Linked DNA regions of Mus musculus: regions 2, 3, 4 and 5 are each linked to region 1. A link is a contact called in public HiChIP or PLAC-seq and promoter capture Hi-C data. All regions are on one chromosome and are shown on one strand. Each heading gives the region's core, a stretch centred on a gene start, on an enhancer-like site or on the middle of the called end of the contact. The rest is flanking DNA. Distances are from core to core; before and after follow the strand shown. Region 1 holds the start of Uqcr10 (ubiquinol-cytochrome c reductase, complex III subunit X). Region 2 holds the start of Gas2l1 (growth arrest-specific 2 like 1). Region 3 holds the start of Castor1 (cytosolic arginine sensor for mTORC1 subunit 1). Region 4 holds the start of Ap1b1 (adaptor protein complex AP-1, beta 1 subunit). Region 5 holds the start of Osm (oncostatin M).

Evidence for each region. Promoter capture Hi-C pulls out the DNA fragments that hold promoters and counts their contacts. HiChIP or PLAC-seq counts read pairs in DNA pulled down with a chosen protein or histone mark. Capture Hi-C pulls out chosen DNA fragments and counts their contacts.
Region 2: a contact with region 1 is called in a promoter capture Hi-C map of adipose tissue. The contact joins the promoter of Gas2l1 here to the promoter of Uqcr10 in region 1. A contact is called at or near these places in 1 of 484 Hi-C or Micro-C datasets (embryonic stem cells), 1 of 115 datasets of contacts at active chromatin or transcription factors (memory CD8 T cells) and 1 of 9 other capture datasets (adipose tissue).
Region 3: a contact with region 1 is called in an H3K4me3 HiChIP or PLAC-seq map of embryonic stem cells, with 23 read pairs. The contact joins the promoter of Castor1 here to the promoter of Uqcr10 in region 1. A contact is called at or near these places in 5 of 39 promoter capture datasets (cranial neural crest, hippocampal neurons, neural stem cells and 2 more), 1 of 15 datasets of contacts at CTCF or cohesin (large pre-B cells), 4 of 484 Hi-C or Micro-C datasets (the Ba/F3 cell line, LSK cells, embryonic stem cells and 1 more), 13 of 115 datasets of contacts at active chromatin or transcription factors (the SCID.adh cell line, T-cell acute lymphoblastic leukemia, bone marrow-derived macrophages and 6 more) and 4 of 9 other capture datasets (adipose tissue, embryonic stem cells, liver and 1 more).
Region 4: a promoter capture Hi-C map of neural stem cells shows a contact between it and region 1. The contact joins the promoter of Ap1b1 here to the promoter of Uqcr10 in region 1. A contact is called at or near these places in 1 of 39 promoter capture datasets (neural stem cells), 1 of 484 Hi-C or Micro-C datasets (CD4 T cells), 2 of 115 datasets of contacts at active chromatin or transcription factors (effector CD8 T cells and memory CD8 T cells) and 1 of 9 other capture datasets (adipose tissue).
Region 5: a contact with region 1 is called in an H3K27ac HiChIP or PLAC-seq map of embryonic stem cells, with 13 read pairs. The contact joins the promoter of Osm here to the promoter of Uqcr10 in region 1. A contact is called at or near these places in 6 of 39 promoter capture datasets (the 3T3-L1 cell line, the SN4741 cell line, embryonic stem cells and 3 more), 1 of 15 datasets of contacts at CTCF or cohesin (large pre-B cells), 2 of 484 Hi-C or Micro-C datasets (the C2C12 cell line and LSK cells), 22 of 115 datasets of contacts at active chromatin or transcription factors (the 230-238 cell line, the SCID.adh cell line, T-cell acute lymphoblastic leukemia and 11 more) and 4 of 9 other capture datasets (adipose tissue, embryonic stem cells, liver and 1 more).

What each region holds. Positions count from the first base shown.
Region 1 is chr11:4,703,063-4,705,762 of GRCm38.p6, forward strand. It overlaps Uqcr10 (ubiquinol-cytochrome c reductase, complex III subunit X), which reads right to left and starts at 1,282. Exons shown (of 2, transcript NM_197979.3): 1 at 1,095-1,282. The coding sequence starts at 1,244. It overlaps Zmat5 (zinc finger, matrin type 5), which reads left to right and starts at 1,594. Exons shown (of 6, transcript NM_026015.3): 1 at 1,594-1,659.
Region 2 is chr11:5,063,998-5,066,697 of GRCm38.p6, forward strand. Gas2l1 (growth arrest-specific 2 like 1) reads right to left here and starts at 1,330. Exons shown (of 7, transcript NM_144560.3): 1 at 1,218-1,330; 2 at 840-1,097; 3 at 1-481. The coding sequence starts at 461.
Region 3 is chr11:4,216,873-4,219,572 of GRCm38.p6, forward strand. It overlaps Castor1 (cytosolic arginine sensor for mTORC1 subunit 1), which reads left to right and starts at 1,353. Exons shown (of 9, transcript NM_028022.2): 1 at 1,353-1,554; 2 at 2,076-2,146. The coding sequence starts at 1,442.
Region 4 is chr11:4,985,480-4,988,179 of GRCm38.p6, forward strand. Ap1b1 (adaptor protein complex AP-1, beta 1 subunit) reads left to right here and starts at 1,345. Exons shown (of 21, transcript NM_007454.3): 1 at 1,345-1,572.
Region 5 is chr11:4,235,387-4,238,199 of GRCm38.p6, forward strand. It overlaps Osm (oncostatin M), which reads left to right and starts at 1,399. Exons shown (of 3, transcript NM_001013365.2): 1 at 1,399-1,527. The coding sequence starts at 1,497.

The DNA.
Region 1 (2,700 bases), core at 32-2,531:
ACTAGTAGACAGAGCCTGTCTGGGCAGCAGGTCAGAGAGCCCTGAGGGGGCTGGAGAGACGACTCAGTGGCTAAGGGTACTCTGGTTGCTCTTCCAGAGGACCTGCGTCCAGTTCCTAGCACAGATGATGTACATGCAGACACAACATAAGCAAATAAAATTAAAACAACAAAATTTAAAAACAAACCAAAAGAGGTAAGAAAGGAAGGAAGGCAAGAAGGAAGGCCACTCAGTGAAGGAGCTGGTCGGTGGTGGCTCAGGCCTACAATCCCAACACTCAGGTGGCAGAGGCAGGAGGGTGAGTCTAAGGCCAAGCCTTGTCTACCATCTAGCTCCGGGACAGCAATAGCTACACAGAGAAACCCTGTCTCGAGAAAAAGAAACCAGTCGATGAACATGCTGGCCATCAGTAACATACCTTCCCCAATACTCTCACAACCTTTGACATAAAACATGCACAGAGTGTGGGACAGTTAAGTCAAAGAGGGCTCGCCATTTCCTACTTTATATTCATCCCCACATTTTCCCAGGATGCTATCTTTCAGTGGTATCATTAAGTATGAACGGTAGCACCTCATCTGTATCCCAGGATCTTTGATCCACTATGACCTTTATTCAATACCACGGTTAAGTGCTTTAAGTCCAGTATTGCCAGTTAGGGCTTGAGGTTTCATAGTCTTCACGTTTAATCCAAAGAGCCTACGTGGGCGGCCTTCGGAACTGAAACATCAATTTTAAAAGGTCAGCCACATGGTCTAAGGAGACCTACTTTTAACGACTGCCTTGCTGAAATCTGCCCTTGAAACTAGCAAGGACGGCAGGGGTCGGAGTTCCAACTCACCACCGACTTAATGGAGTGGTTCAGACCCGTAAGTCCTCTGATGTCTCAGGAGTCAGGAGTTAGCTTTCGCAAATGAATATGTGGAACTGTGTGACAGGACATACCAATTAGGCCTCGCACCATGTCAAGAGAAATAGATGTATTAACGGGCACAGTTCACCCCAGACCTGGTAAGACTTGATTGAGTTCCGTCCTACCTCCCTCCCAGTCACCCTTCAGGCGGGCCCAAGGTCAGGATGGCCCAGGCCCTCACCCCCTCGTTGATGTGCTCGTAGATCGCGTCTGCGCCCTGATCGAAGGCTCGCTCGAAGAACAGGGCGCCCACTGCGATGGTGAGGGCAAAGGTGGAAGTTCTGCGGAACAGCAAGGAGTACAGGCGCGAAGGGATCGTCGGCGACGACATGTTGCCTCACTGCCGAACTCGCGCCACTGCGCTTGCGTAGAACCCAATGTCTTGCTCCAAAAGTTTCAACGCGCCCTGCTTTATGGGAATTGTAGTTTCTCTGTATCTCAGAGTCGACATTTTGAACCATTAAAGAAACTGATAATGTGCACAGGGTAACAGTTTATTACAATGTTCATATTCCACACAACCAAAATTTGATAAGACTTATTTCTCAGTTTTTCTCCTCAACCATTTCCTGCGTTTGGCTATTTTGAACTACAAGTCCCGAAAGCCCCTTAGCTTACCCATCTTCCCCAGTGCTGTCTCGCCTTCGTATTCCGCCTTCTCGGTACCTTAGGAAGGACTACAAATCCCAGCGAGCAGAGCGCAACGCGAGGACTCAAGAGGAGGAGCCCGGAACCAGGTATCTTTGGTGAGACATCCGCGTCCAAGTTTTAGGCTCTTTTCCCAATCAGAAGAGTAGGCATTTCATTCTAAGTCCGCGCTATCCGCTTTTTCTGGCATGGGGAGTGAATACAGAGGCAGGGAACCTGAGTTTCTGTGGCTGCATCTCGACTCTCTGCCTAACGTCCTTTGAACCTACTCCAGATGTAGGTTTGGGGGTGGCAAAAGTCGGGTCCTGCAGTTCTAACTCTTAAGCCACGTCTCAGGGGGGAAAGTGGCTTTGCACTTGCTTCCTGTTCTCCAGAGCGTAGGCTTTAAAGCCAAGAACCCCGGCTTCGGAGATGGGTGACCTGGTTGTAAAAGGCACCGTACTTTTCTGAGTATCCCCTCGGGGTCTTGAGATGATCCCCAGTAAAAGAAAGGTTCCCAGCTCTCCTGGAGCGCTCTGGCCGTGGTGCGTGGGCGATGGGGAAGCCCAGCACTTCTGGAAACTAATACTTTGTAAAAGAGAAAACCCAAATGCTTGGACGGATTGCTTGCTCTTTAAACCTGAGTAGCCGCTTAATGGAGGACTGAATATATTGTAGCAGGGTAAACAGGATAATGTTTCTAGAGGCAACTGCACTGCTGGGGTGCTTGAGAAAGTGTAGAGTGGCCTCTAATGAGTAGGTGGCCTGAAGTCATCTCTAGTCTGGCCTTGAATCCCGTCCTGGGTAAGGAGTCATTCTTTTCCTAATTGCACTAGGGAGTCACTGAATGGGTTTAAGCTGGAATGCTTTGAGGTCTATTTACATTTTAATGTTATCGTTCTGACTTCTTGCTAGAGCAAAAACTGAAGAGAAGAAATTGCAGAGGTAGGTAATTTAGAGTAGAGAGGTTTAGAATAATGGTCAGATTTGAGATGCATTTTGGTAGGTAGGATAGACAGAGCAAGCTAGCAGAAGTGTGCAAGAAAGGTAGAATTAAGAGGTGGGCTCGGTTGTGGGTGCCTTTAGTCTCAGCACTCCAGATGCAGGTGGGTCTCAGAGTTCAAGACCAGCCTGGTTTACAAATTCCAGGACAACCAGGG
Region 2 (2,700 bases), core at 80-2,579, 360 kb after region 1:
GCAAGCAGGCCAAGGCGCGCCCCACGCCGGGCGACCTCCAGCAGGCAGAGCACCACACTCTTCTCGTTCTTGCGTAGCACCAGGTCCTCTGTCTCAAACATGAGCACTTCAGGCACGCCCAGCTCAGCCCGGCACCAGCCGATGAAAGAGGCCACGTTGTCTCGGGCCATGAAGGAGCCAGGCGCCACACTGTGTGCCTGGAAGGCCACACCTCGGGTTGGACGGGCAGCAGCCAGAGCCCGGGCAGCCTCGGTGACAGCGTTGGCATGTTGGCACAGGGTTGTGCCTGTGGCCAGCCCCGTGAGGAAGCCATCGCCACTGCCGGGGAGACCTAGACTGTACAAAGCATTGAGCCAATCGGCCAGGTCTTCCTTCATGGCTTCCACATAGGCCTCACTGGATCGGAAGGGTCGCACACTCTTGGCGGCAGAGCCTGCGATGCCCGCCACTGGGTTCGCCATGCCCAGAGCCAGTGGAGTCACTGTGGGGACATAGGTCAGGATTGCTGTGAAGACTCGAAAGGGTTCAGAATGGTCCACCTCTACCAGCCCGCCACTCAGGGGAGACGCTAAGTTTAAGAGCAAGCTGTGAACAAGCAAACGTAGCACCACATTGTTCTCACGGTGCCATGACCTGCTTTAAGGGACTCAGTAACATTTACACCATTGTAGTGTTTATGTTTGCTGTCTGGCTGGTCGGGAGAGGGTGGCTGGGGACAAGTTGGCACCCACGAGGAAGAAATGCCATTTAAAAACATGAAGACATGTGGGTAGGGAGGGACAGGAGAGGAGCCTCGCCCAGAACCACGGAGAGACTGTTTCCATTGCTCAGCCCATAACCTGCACGAAGTCCCGCCTTTCCCTTCTCCTCTCCGCTAAGGGCCGCGCCACAGGCTGAGCGGCGACCGCGTCTCCATTCTACAGATGAGGAAACTGAGGCGCAGTAAGGGCAGGCATTCGCCGAAGGTCGCAGAGCAGTGGGTGGAGGAATCGGGTCACCCAGGCAGGCCGGATTCCTGCTGCGAAAAGCCGCCCGAGCTGGTGCCTGAAAGGCCGGGACTCCGAACGGCCCCCGCGAGCCTCCGCAGTGCTCGAGGCCTGGTCCAGAGAGGGTGAGTGCCCAGTCAGGGTCACACAGCCCTGGGAAGCAGAGAGCCCGCACCGCCCGGCCCACCTCCAGGCACTCTGGCTAGGGCTCCTGGGGGTCCCCGCGCTCACCTGGCTCACCCCGCCGCCCCGGGGAGCATCGCCCCGGCGGGGCCGGAGCCGGGCCGCGCCGCCGCACACAGGCGTCGCCCGAGATCGCTGCTTCCAGGCGTCCGCTCTGCCCCGCCCCCCTGGAATTTGGATCCGGCCAGGAAGGGGCGGAGCTGCGCTCTTAAAGGGGCCGTGCCTTTCTCGGGCCTTAGGCCCTAAGGCATCACCCCCACCTCACCCCCCCTTTAACTCCGGGTCTGGGTCTTCCTAGGCGGGGTTCAGATCCTTTCAGCTGTCCTTCCCCCGTGACAGTGGCCTCCCCGGAAGCGATAGGGGCCGGGGACTGCAGAGTCACCTCCGTCCCGGGTGGACCTCTGCAAGTCAGATAACTGGGTGCTCTTCCTGCAGGACGGCCCAGGGATAGCTTAAGGTACAAGGACGATGAGGCTCAGGGATCGGAAGGTGGCTGCGGGTTAGGTTAAAAGAGGGGGTGTGGCAGGGGCAACTACACGCCTTAGGAGGAACCTGGAAGATCTAGGGAATCCTGCCCCCTACTGTCGCCCGAGAGAGGAGTGAGATGCTGGAGAGAGACTGGAAATCTTGTGGGGGTGTGTGGACTTAATTTTAACTCAGATCAAGGAAGGAGGCGACGGAGGAAGCTGAGAGTCATCTAGAGGGAAAGTTTTTCACACTGAGGAAGCCTATCTCAAAAAAAGGAAAGGAAGGAAGAAGGAAAGAAAAATGGGTAGGTTTGCAAGGCTGAAGTGGTGAAACATTAGGGCCTTGTGGACCATGCTTTTCAAAGGTCATGGAAGAGAGGTTTATTTGTTTGTTTTTTTTTAAAGATTTATTTATTATATGTAAGTTCACTGTAGCTGTCCTCAGATACTCCAGAAGAGGGCATCAGATTTTGTTACGGATGGTTGTGAGCCACCATGTGGTTGCTGGGATTTGAACTCCGGATCTTCGGAAGAGCAGTTGGTGCTCTTAACCACTGAGCCATCTCCCCAGCCCCCGGTTTATTTGTTAATTATTATTAAATTATTATTGTTGGAGTTTGTTGTGGTTTTGAGGCAGGATCTCACTATGTAGACCAGGCTGGCCTGGAACTCCCTATATAGACCAGGCTGGCCTCAAAAGTCATAGAGATCTGCCTGTCTCTGCCGCCTGAGTGCTGGGATTAAAGGAATGTTCCACCATGTCATTACTTTTACAGAGTTCTGCTATGTAGCCTGAGCTGGCTTTGAACTCATGGTGTGCTCTCTCTGTTGGGATCCCAGGCCTCTCTCTAAGGAGGAATTTAGGAGAGGCTGACGTAGCAGCCATAAGGGCTCCTGTAACTGCTGTTGTTGCAGCGTCAGGGTCAGGGTCAGGGAAGCCTCTGAGGGAGGCAAGTGGTTTAGGTTGAATGGGGAGAGGGGATGCTGGATCTTGACTGCCTGTTGAAAACTGATGATGTATGTTAGTGAGGTGAGTGTGTGAGTATAGATGAGGGAGAAATCCC
Region 3 (2,700 bases), core at 103-2,602, 490 kb before region 1:
CAACCTGAAGCCGAGTGTCTGGGCCAAACAAGGGCCCTTTGGAGCATGCCCCATCCTGCCGTGAAATCAACCTGTGCTTGCTCGTTTCTGCTCAGCCTTGGGGTTTTCTTAAACCTTGATCACTGGGGTGTCTGCCAGTGCTTAGGGGCCTTCTTGGATCTGTAGCTAATTTAGATGTGTTCAGGCCAGTTGAGTTCTGCAAATGATGAGACGCTTTAAGAAAACTTCAACAGGGAGGTCTCTGGTTTGATACCCAGGGAACCTCAAATACTATGGCCTGTCCCCTCAGTGTCTGAGCCCTGGGCATTCTCACTTCAGGTACTTAGGGTTGTCCCTGGAATAAGATTCAGAATCTAGGGGTAAGGGCTGGAGAGATGGCTCAGCAGTTAAGAGCACTGACTGCTCTTCCGAAGGTCCCGAGTTCAAATCCCAGCAACCACGTGGTTCACAACCATCCGAAATGAGATCTGATACCCTCTTCTGGTGTGCCTGAAGACACAGTATACTTACATATAATAAATAAAATTTAAAAAAAGATTCAGAGTCCATAGTATGTTGCTTAGACAGGAGAGGAGGACCCTTTTTCGGTTCCTCCCCTCAGTGGGGAGCATTCTATTTCAGAAGTTGTTTGACTAAAAACTGCCACACCGGCCAGGTTTTGCTGGTCGAAACAACAACAAGATAGGGTTGCAGTACTATCAAACCAACCTTGGGCACCCCATTCTTAGGGATCTTTAGTCCTTACTGTCCTTGTCAGCTCTGCAGTCCCTGCCCCCTACCCCCGGCAATAAAAGGAAGATAGGCTCCAACTCAGCTGTTCCGCGGGTCTCCAGCCTAACCTCCCCACTCCGGAGATTTATGGACAGCTCTGGCCCCAACAGAGCTCCAGCCCGGCTTCCAGCCTTCCTACAGTCCAGACAGGGTTTTTCTGTGTAGTTCTAGCTGTCCTGGAAGTCACTCTGTAGACTAGTCTGGCCTCGAACTCACAGAGATCTGCCTGCCTCTGCCTCCCTAGTGCTGGGATTAAAGATACACACTTACCACCGCCAGGCTCTGCGTTTTAGTGGCTTTAACCATAAAGCCCACGTGCGAGCCTGGAGGATAGACAGGGAGGGGACCAGGAGCTTCCAGCACGTTCCCAAACCCAACACAGCGGGCGTCCAGCGGAAAGGGCGTGTCTGGGGCGTGTCCTTGAAGGACTCAGATGGGTGAGGGCTAGAAGAGTGGCTTTGGCAGAGTTTGAAGGCAGCCCGCAGCGCCCGGTAGGCAGGGCTCAGGAGGAGGCGTGGCCACTTCACAGTGGCTGTGGGGCGTGGCCGCCGAAGTGTGGATCCCTGGCTGGGCGGACCGGTAGCGGGCGGTGCTTCTTTAAGCCCGGCGCCACCGCATCGCCTCCTGCCTAGGTCTCGCTGGCGGCCAGGCCGGGGCTGCCGTATCTGCGATGGAACTTCACATCCTAGAGCACCGGGTGCGAGTACTGAGCATTGCCCGTCCGGGCCTCTGGCTCTACACCCACCCGCTCATCAAGCTGCTCTTCCTGCCCTGTCGCAGTCGGTGCGCACCCGGGTTCACGAGCGCAGGTCGGGCGGGTGGAGGCTCCTCTGCCCCTCTGGGCCAGGGGCGGAGGACTAGAGTCGCCGCGAAGCAGCGGGTACCGGGTGGGGACGCTAGCCACTCTGGCCATCATCCAGCCTGGGCCTTACCCTTTCTGCGACGCCGCCTATCCGGCCCGGAGGGCCCCGCTCCCAGGGCTTGTCAAGGTGCAAACTGCCTGGAGTAGGCAGTGTAGTGGGGGCATGTGTTCCTTGGCAGGCTGTAGCCCCTTTCTAGTCTCCTCACGTTAACTTTTGAGAGTTGTCCAGGGGGACCCAAAGCCTTCCACTTCTGTGGAATGGAGGGGAGATCCCAAATATGGGATCTAGACTCATTGATCCAAGGAAGAGAGTGAGGCCCGAGTGCGGGTCCGGAAGGCTCCTGGTGGGGGGTCCTTTAGTGCTGCTGGAGCAGACTTCATTTGCTGTCTCCATTCCATTCACTCTAGGCTGAAAGTCTTCCCACCCCTTCCCTCCTCCTAGGTGCAAGTTCTTCAGCCTGACTGAGACTCCGGAAGATTACACTCTCATGGTGGATGAGGAGGGCTTTAAAGGTCGGAACTGGTTCCTTGTTTGCCTCTAAGCAGTATTCTTACTAAGTTTAGGGATCCAGCTTCCCAGAGAGCTTAGACCCCAAAGGAATATAGGTCCGGGTTCAAACCTTCCATCACTCACTGAAGTACTGTGTGGGATGGAGTCGTGACCGTTTGACAAAATTTGTGAGAGTTTTATAAACGTAAAACCCACACGGAGCTGAATATGAGTCCCAGGCCAGCACAGGTGGCCATGGTGTCTCACAGTTTTAGGGGAAAATAAAGGGGTTCCTGCAGCTGTTTTACCCTGAACATTATTTCTTCTTGGACTTGTCTCCCCAGTGGAAAGCAGCCCCTCCCTTACTGGCTTGGGAAGCCTAGGCGGCTGAGAGTTAGGGAAGGAATGCAGGGGCAGGCAGCAAGCCCAGAGCAGGGTCCAGGGCCTCCTGGCTGAGTCTGAGTGAACAACAGCTACCCTGGCCCTTGTCCCTGTTCAGGACTGGGACCGGGGAAATGACTTCTGGCTTCCATGTCTGCCTGCTTGCCCCATCCTCTAAGGCCTGGAGTCTCAAGCT
Region 4 (2,700 bases), core at 95-2,594, 280 kb after region 1:
CACAGATGCCATGAGCTGCCATGTGGGTGCTGTGAGCTGCCATGTGGGTTCTGGGAATGAACCCCTGTTATCTGGAAGAGCAGCCAGTGTTTTTAACTGCTGAACCATCTCTTCACCCCAGCATCTGGAATTCTATTTTGTCTATTTTATCAATTTGCCATAACTATTTTATCAATTTGTCATAATTATATTATGACAAAACTTTAAAGAATGTAAAAACAGCTGGGTGTGGTTGTGCACACCTTTAAACCCAACACTGTGAGACAGAGGCAGGCAGACTTCTGCTTGGTTTTTCAGTTTCCAGGTCAGCCAAGGTGACAGCGATTCAGTTGTTAGAGTGCTTGCATAGGATGTAAAAGCTCTGAGTTAGATCCCAGCACTACATAGACCAGGCATGATAGTACATCACTGTGAGCTCAACAATGGGGCTGGCTTGGGTTACACAGCAAGAGCTTGTCTCAAATCAATAACACACAAATAATAAAATAAAAAGGCAGACATATTACATCTAGGAGGATAACCAAGTGTTAAAAAACGATTTTCTCAGGAGCCTACGTGTTTTGGTTTTGCCTTTTTTCCTTACTAATATATTTCTTTTTTTTTTAAAAAGAATTATTTATTTTGTGTGTATGAGTACAACACTGTCGCTGTCTTCAGACACACTAGAAGAAGGCATGGGATCCCATTACAGATGGTTGTAAGCCACAGTGTGGTTGCTGGGAACTGAACTCAGGTCCTCTGGAAGACCAGCCAGTGTTCTTAATCACTGAGCCATCTCTCCAGCCCCCACTAATATATTTCTTTTTTTCTGCAATGCAGATATTATTGGTTTAATAAAAATGCTAGAATAGAAGTTTTATAATGTTTTAAAGGGGATGAACACAAGTTATCTATTAGAAAGAGAAAATTAATAGGACCAAAGTCAGGAATGAAATGGCTGTATCAGTTGAGGTCTCACTGTGAAGTATCCCTTGGATAAGAAGTCTTGGACGTAGCTTATGTTTTCCTTTTAGAACAATGAATTTTCCAAGGGCAGCAGAAAAAGTCTCGTTTTAGCCTAGCAGACAGGCGCAGTCCAGCAGCTGATCAGATTTGTAGCTCCGACTTTCCCTTTTCCTAAGACAACGTTGGCCTCAGTCTTCCCATCTGTAACTCAGAAAGAGATGAACTTTAAAGTCTTCCAAGACCCTTTCGATTCCATGGTGTTTGAGAGGGAGCCTGGCCAGGGATTCTGAGCAAGGGTATCCCAGCCTGAACTTAGCCGCTTGGCCCGCCCAGGCCCTCAATTCTCATAAAAGCCGGCTCTGCTAAGGCCCCGCCCTTCCCACACAGGCCCCGCCCAACAGGTCCCCAGCCCCTCCCGCCAGGTTGCACCCTCGACCCCGCCCCCGGGGTGTGCGTCCACCGGAAGTTCCGCGCACGGGCCTCTTACTTCCGCTCGGCAGGTGACAGCCGTGGAGCTTGGAGCCGCCGGCTGCTGCGACGCACCGGAGGAGAGGGAGGCGGAGGCTGCGGACATTTTGCTGCTGAAGCGAGCCGAGCCGCGGCACCCGGAGCCGTTTGGATTTGTGGGTGAGGAAAAAGGCAGCCCGGCGAGATAGGAAAACAAACAAACCCGAAGGGGTCCGAGGAGTGGGGGGGGTCTGCGAGGTCAGAGGTCACGGAGAGGACGCTGCGCTGGAGGGTTGCGAGCCGCGAGAGGGCGAAGGTGAAAGGCCTGCGTGCTCATTCATTCCCGACGGCTTGGCGGCCCGGCGTCAAGCCGTCCGTCATTTCAGGTCCGCAGTCCGGTTCGGAGAGACTCCTGCACTTAGGCCTCCCCTGCGCCCTGCTTGTCCCTTCCCACTCCTCGGCCAACCTCAGGCCTCCTCGTTCAGGGCCTTATCTCTTAGCCGCCGCCCCCCCAAAACGGGGCAAACATCTAGAAATGGCCTTCTGCCACCCGCCCCTCGTCCTTTGGATCCTCAGGGACACGTTGACAGAATGGGAGCACTTGTCTTAGTTCTAACACCACAAGAATGTCTTGTCACTGGTTCTCCAGCCCTTCCTGACTTCGAACCTCTGTGCTAAGCACTTTGTGTACTGAGCTCACAGCTGCCTCTGTAAGGTAGCTACTGTTGCTTTCCCCCTCTCACTCGCGAGGACACCGAGGCACGGGAGGTTAAATGACACACGGAAGGTCATTCGAGTAGTAGAGGCAAAATCAGGCTTCCTATGTAGGTCTCCAGAGACCTTCAAAGCTCGGGGAGAAAGGCACCTGGAGCTGGCTTGGGGTCTAGAAGTGACTTGATATATTGTCGCCAATATATTGTGTGAGTTGGTGTCAGGATGCAGCCTTCTCACCTGTCGTCTGATCCGATGTTTAGGAGGAGCTGTTGATACACTTTCAACTTAGGAGGCTGTTCGGCCAGGTTGTTTTTGTCAGTGTTTTGGCTCTCAGGTCTTCCTGCCTATTGGGCTATTCTTGGAATTGATATCCAGACAACCCCTTCATCCCGTTTGCACTTTATTCGTTTTGCAGTAAAGAGGGGAACAACGGGGCCCCTTGGGGGATCTTTTGGTCCTAGGTTCTAGGGGAACAGGCCCACAGGATGGCCTTTGGCCTGTCATGGTGCCTGGGATGACTGGTCTGCGTGGGAGATGGGAAGGCGACTTGGTACCTGGGGTGTGAGCCTCTTTTCCTTTAGAGACATTTTGTTG
Region 5 (2,813 bases), core at 149-2,648, 470 kb before region 1:
CTAGATCTGGGGCTGCTTGGAGCTTCCCTCTGTCTCCTTATCACAGTGAGAGCTTGAGTGTAGGGGTATAGGGACTGTCCCAGGATGACATCACGGATATGAAATGCAGAAGGATCCCTGACCAGGGCCCTAGGGAACAGCACCCTGGAGTGGGCAGAGGTAAGAAATTCAGTAGGAGGAAATGAAGACTTCAGAAGGATCTAGTCTAGACTGTACTGGGGAGTTGCTAACAAGGGGGACACTCTGCTAGGTGCAGAGAATATGTGGATGGGGGCACAGTCGCCTCCTGGATAGGGAGTGGGGGGGTTGTTGAATGAATATATGAGGGCCAACAGCAGGTACAGCCTAAGGATGCTCATTCTAGCTTGGCAGATGTGCTGTGGCTTCCAAGCATGGCCTGTGGATCTGGCTCAGCCTGGGCCTCAGTCCCTCAGTGCGGAGAAGCAGAAGACCCACCCATGATGGATCGCTATCTTTCAGAGAAAGTGAAACCTTGTGTCCAACTGTCGCAGCTCCCCCACCCCTCCCTCCAGCTTCCCCTCTGAGCTCACAGCTTCCCGGTCTCCCCCGCCCCCTCCATCCCATCCCCTGAAAACCAGTACTTGGAATTCAAGCCTAGTCTTTTCTTTTTTCTTCAAAGGCTTTTTTGCCTTTTATGTCCATGTTGGCAGTGACCTTGAGGGGTGAACCAAGGAGTGCTTTTCTCTCTCGCTTTCTCAGGTGGGGCTCAAAGTAGCTGAGTGACTTGCCTCAGACAACACAGCGACACAGCGTGTCACAAGCTTTGAACCCGTTCTCTAATTTCTCTTGCTCCAAGGGTCCTAAAGGACCCTGTCTACAGAGAGAGGATCTGGGATTGGGAAGGCTGGGCGAGGACAGTTAATAGAGACAATGGAAATGAGTTGGGCTAGAAGATGCTGACCTGGGATTAGAGGCACAATCTTTGGGGCCCAAGTCTGGCTCTGTGCCCAGAGCCTGGTGGTTTCCGCTCACAGATGTCCCGACAGCCCAAGCGAGAGGGTGGGAAGGGCACTCAACAAGGAAGATGTCTGGCTCCCTTTAGCCCTAAACCTTCGTGTCCTAGGAGGTTGGTAGTTTCTGGACCAGGGGTGGCCTCCCTTGCAAGTCGTGCTCTGACCCCTGGACTGATCCCTGAAGATGATACGGACCCCCGTGCTGCCCGCTCACCCCAAGAAGGCTGAGGCTGCGGTTTACATCATCCTTGGGCGTGGGGCTGACCTCGAAGAACGAATTCGAAGAAAACGGGAGGAGGAGCGGGCATGTCATGGCGCATGGCGCCCATTGGCCGCCTGGGGAGACTTTGGTTTTTGGGGTCATGTTCCCAGAAGGCCTGCCCTTCCCCCTCCCCCTCCCCACCCACCTCACGAGATGTTGGCCAATCGCCCCGTCGGGCATAAAGTGGCTGCCAGCCTGCAGGACACCCAGCCAAGCTGTGTCACCCCTGAGAGGCACGGGCCAGAGTACCAGGACCCAGTATGCAGACACGGCTTCTAAGAACACTGCTCAGTAAGTACTTCCTTCCTTTCTACCATCCCAGGGCGCAGCTGGGCCAACTGGCTGCTGTAGGCACCCTCTGCCCTTGGGAGCTGTAGATCAAGTGAAGGATGTGGACGAGAGGGAGAACTAGTAGGGCAGGGATCCACTGAGACCCCAGCATAGCCACAGGTGGAAACGTAGTATTTCTGGAAGGTATTCCAGAGGGAGGCGTGAGAGAGACCATGCCGGGGACCAGGGCATGAGGGAAGAGGAGAAAGAGTGAGAAGAGTCTGGAGAAGCCCAAGGCAGGTAGGGGATGAGCAGAGAAGGAAGTTCCAGATCTGCGCGGAAATGGAGCAAGGGGCTCACTTCTTGCTCTGATTCAATTCTCGGGGTCTGGGGCAGATGCAAAGTCAGCCAAGCCAGAGGTCCTTAGATCATCCCGCCACTCATACAGCCACACCCACACGGGGACAGGCAAGCAGAGCCATCTATGTGGGAACAGGTCCTCCCTCTCAGTAAGGTAGGAAGTCTCACCTGCAGACCAGAACCCCCGGTGACCGGGGCAGGTACTGCAGTGCCTCACCTAGGTCTACGGGCACACCCCCACAGGCACTGGTCCATGTGCACCTGTTACAAGCTCGCTGTGGACCCTCACTGGCAGTGTAGCTGCAGACACGGGGGAAGATGGGGAGGGGACTTGTGGTTGGCACGCCTGGGCTACAGGCCCTCCCCAGGGGCGAGGGGGTGGGGTGGGGTGGGGCTGGTTGGTTTGTAGGAAGGGAAGGATGGTGTCGTAGCCTTCCGGGCCATTGCACCACAGGCCCCTTCCGACCACGTGGCTGCCGGTGCCTGTGAGGGTGGGGGCCTGCGAGCTGGAACTATGATCATCTGCCCTCACCCCTACAACCTTCTCCTGGGCTCCCAGCAGTCCTGGTGTGTGCGTGTGTTAGGGGTTCGTGTGTCGGTGGCAGGAAGGGCAGGGCGAGTGCTGAGCATGGGTGACCTGGACAGGCTTTCCTCTCGCATCTTGCTCACCTTTCAGCAGAATGGCCGTCAGCACTGGCTGGCCCAGTGAGTGGAGAGGTGCTTTTTCTGGCTCTGTGAAAAGAGCTTAGGTGACCTGCTGCCCTGGGGCTGCACCTCAGGACAGACCCCTGGTCAACTCTATTCTGCCTACAGGGAATGTTAAGGTCTATAAAGTAGTCAGGAACTTAACCTGTCAGTCTTAGGACAGAGCTAACCCTTGTATGAGGCCAGATATCTTATAGAGGACTCTCTTGTCTGTTCGTTATGCCATAAAGTCAGGACAGGGA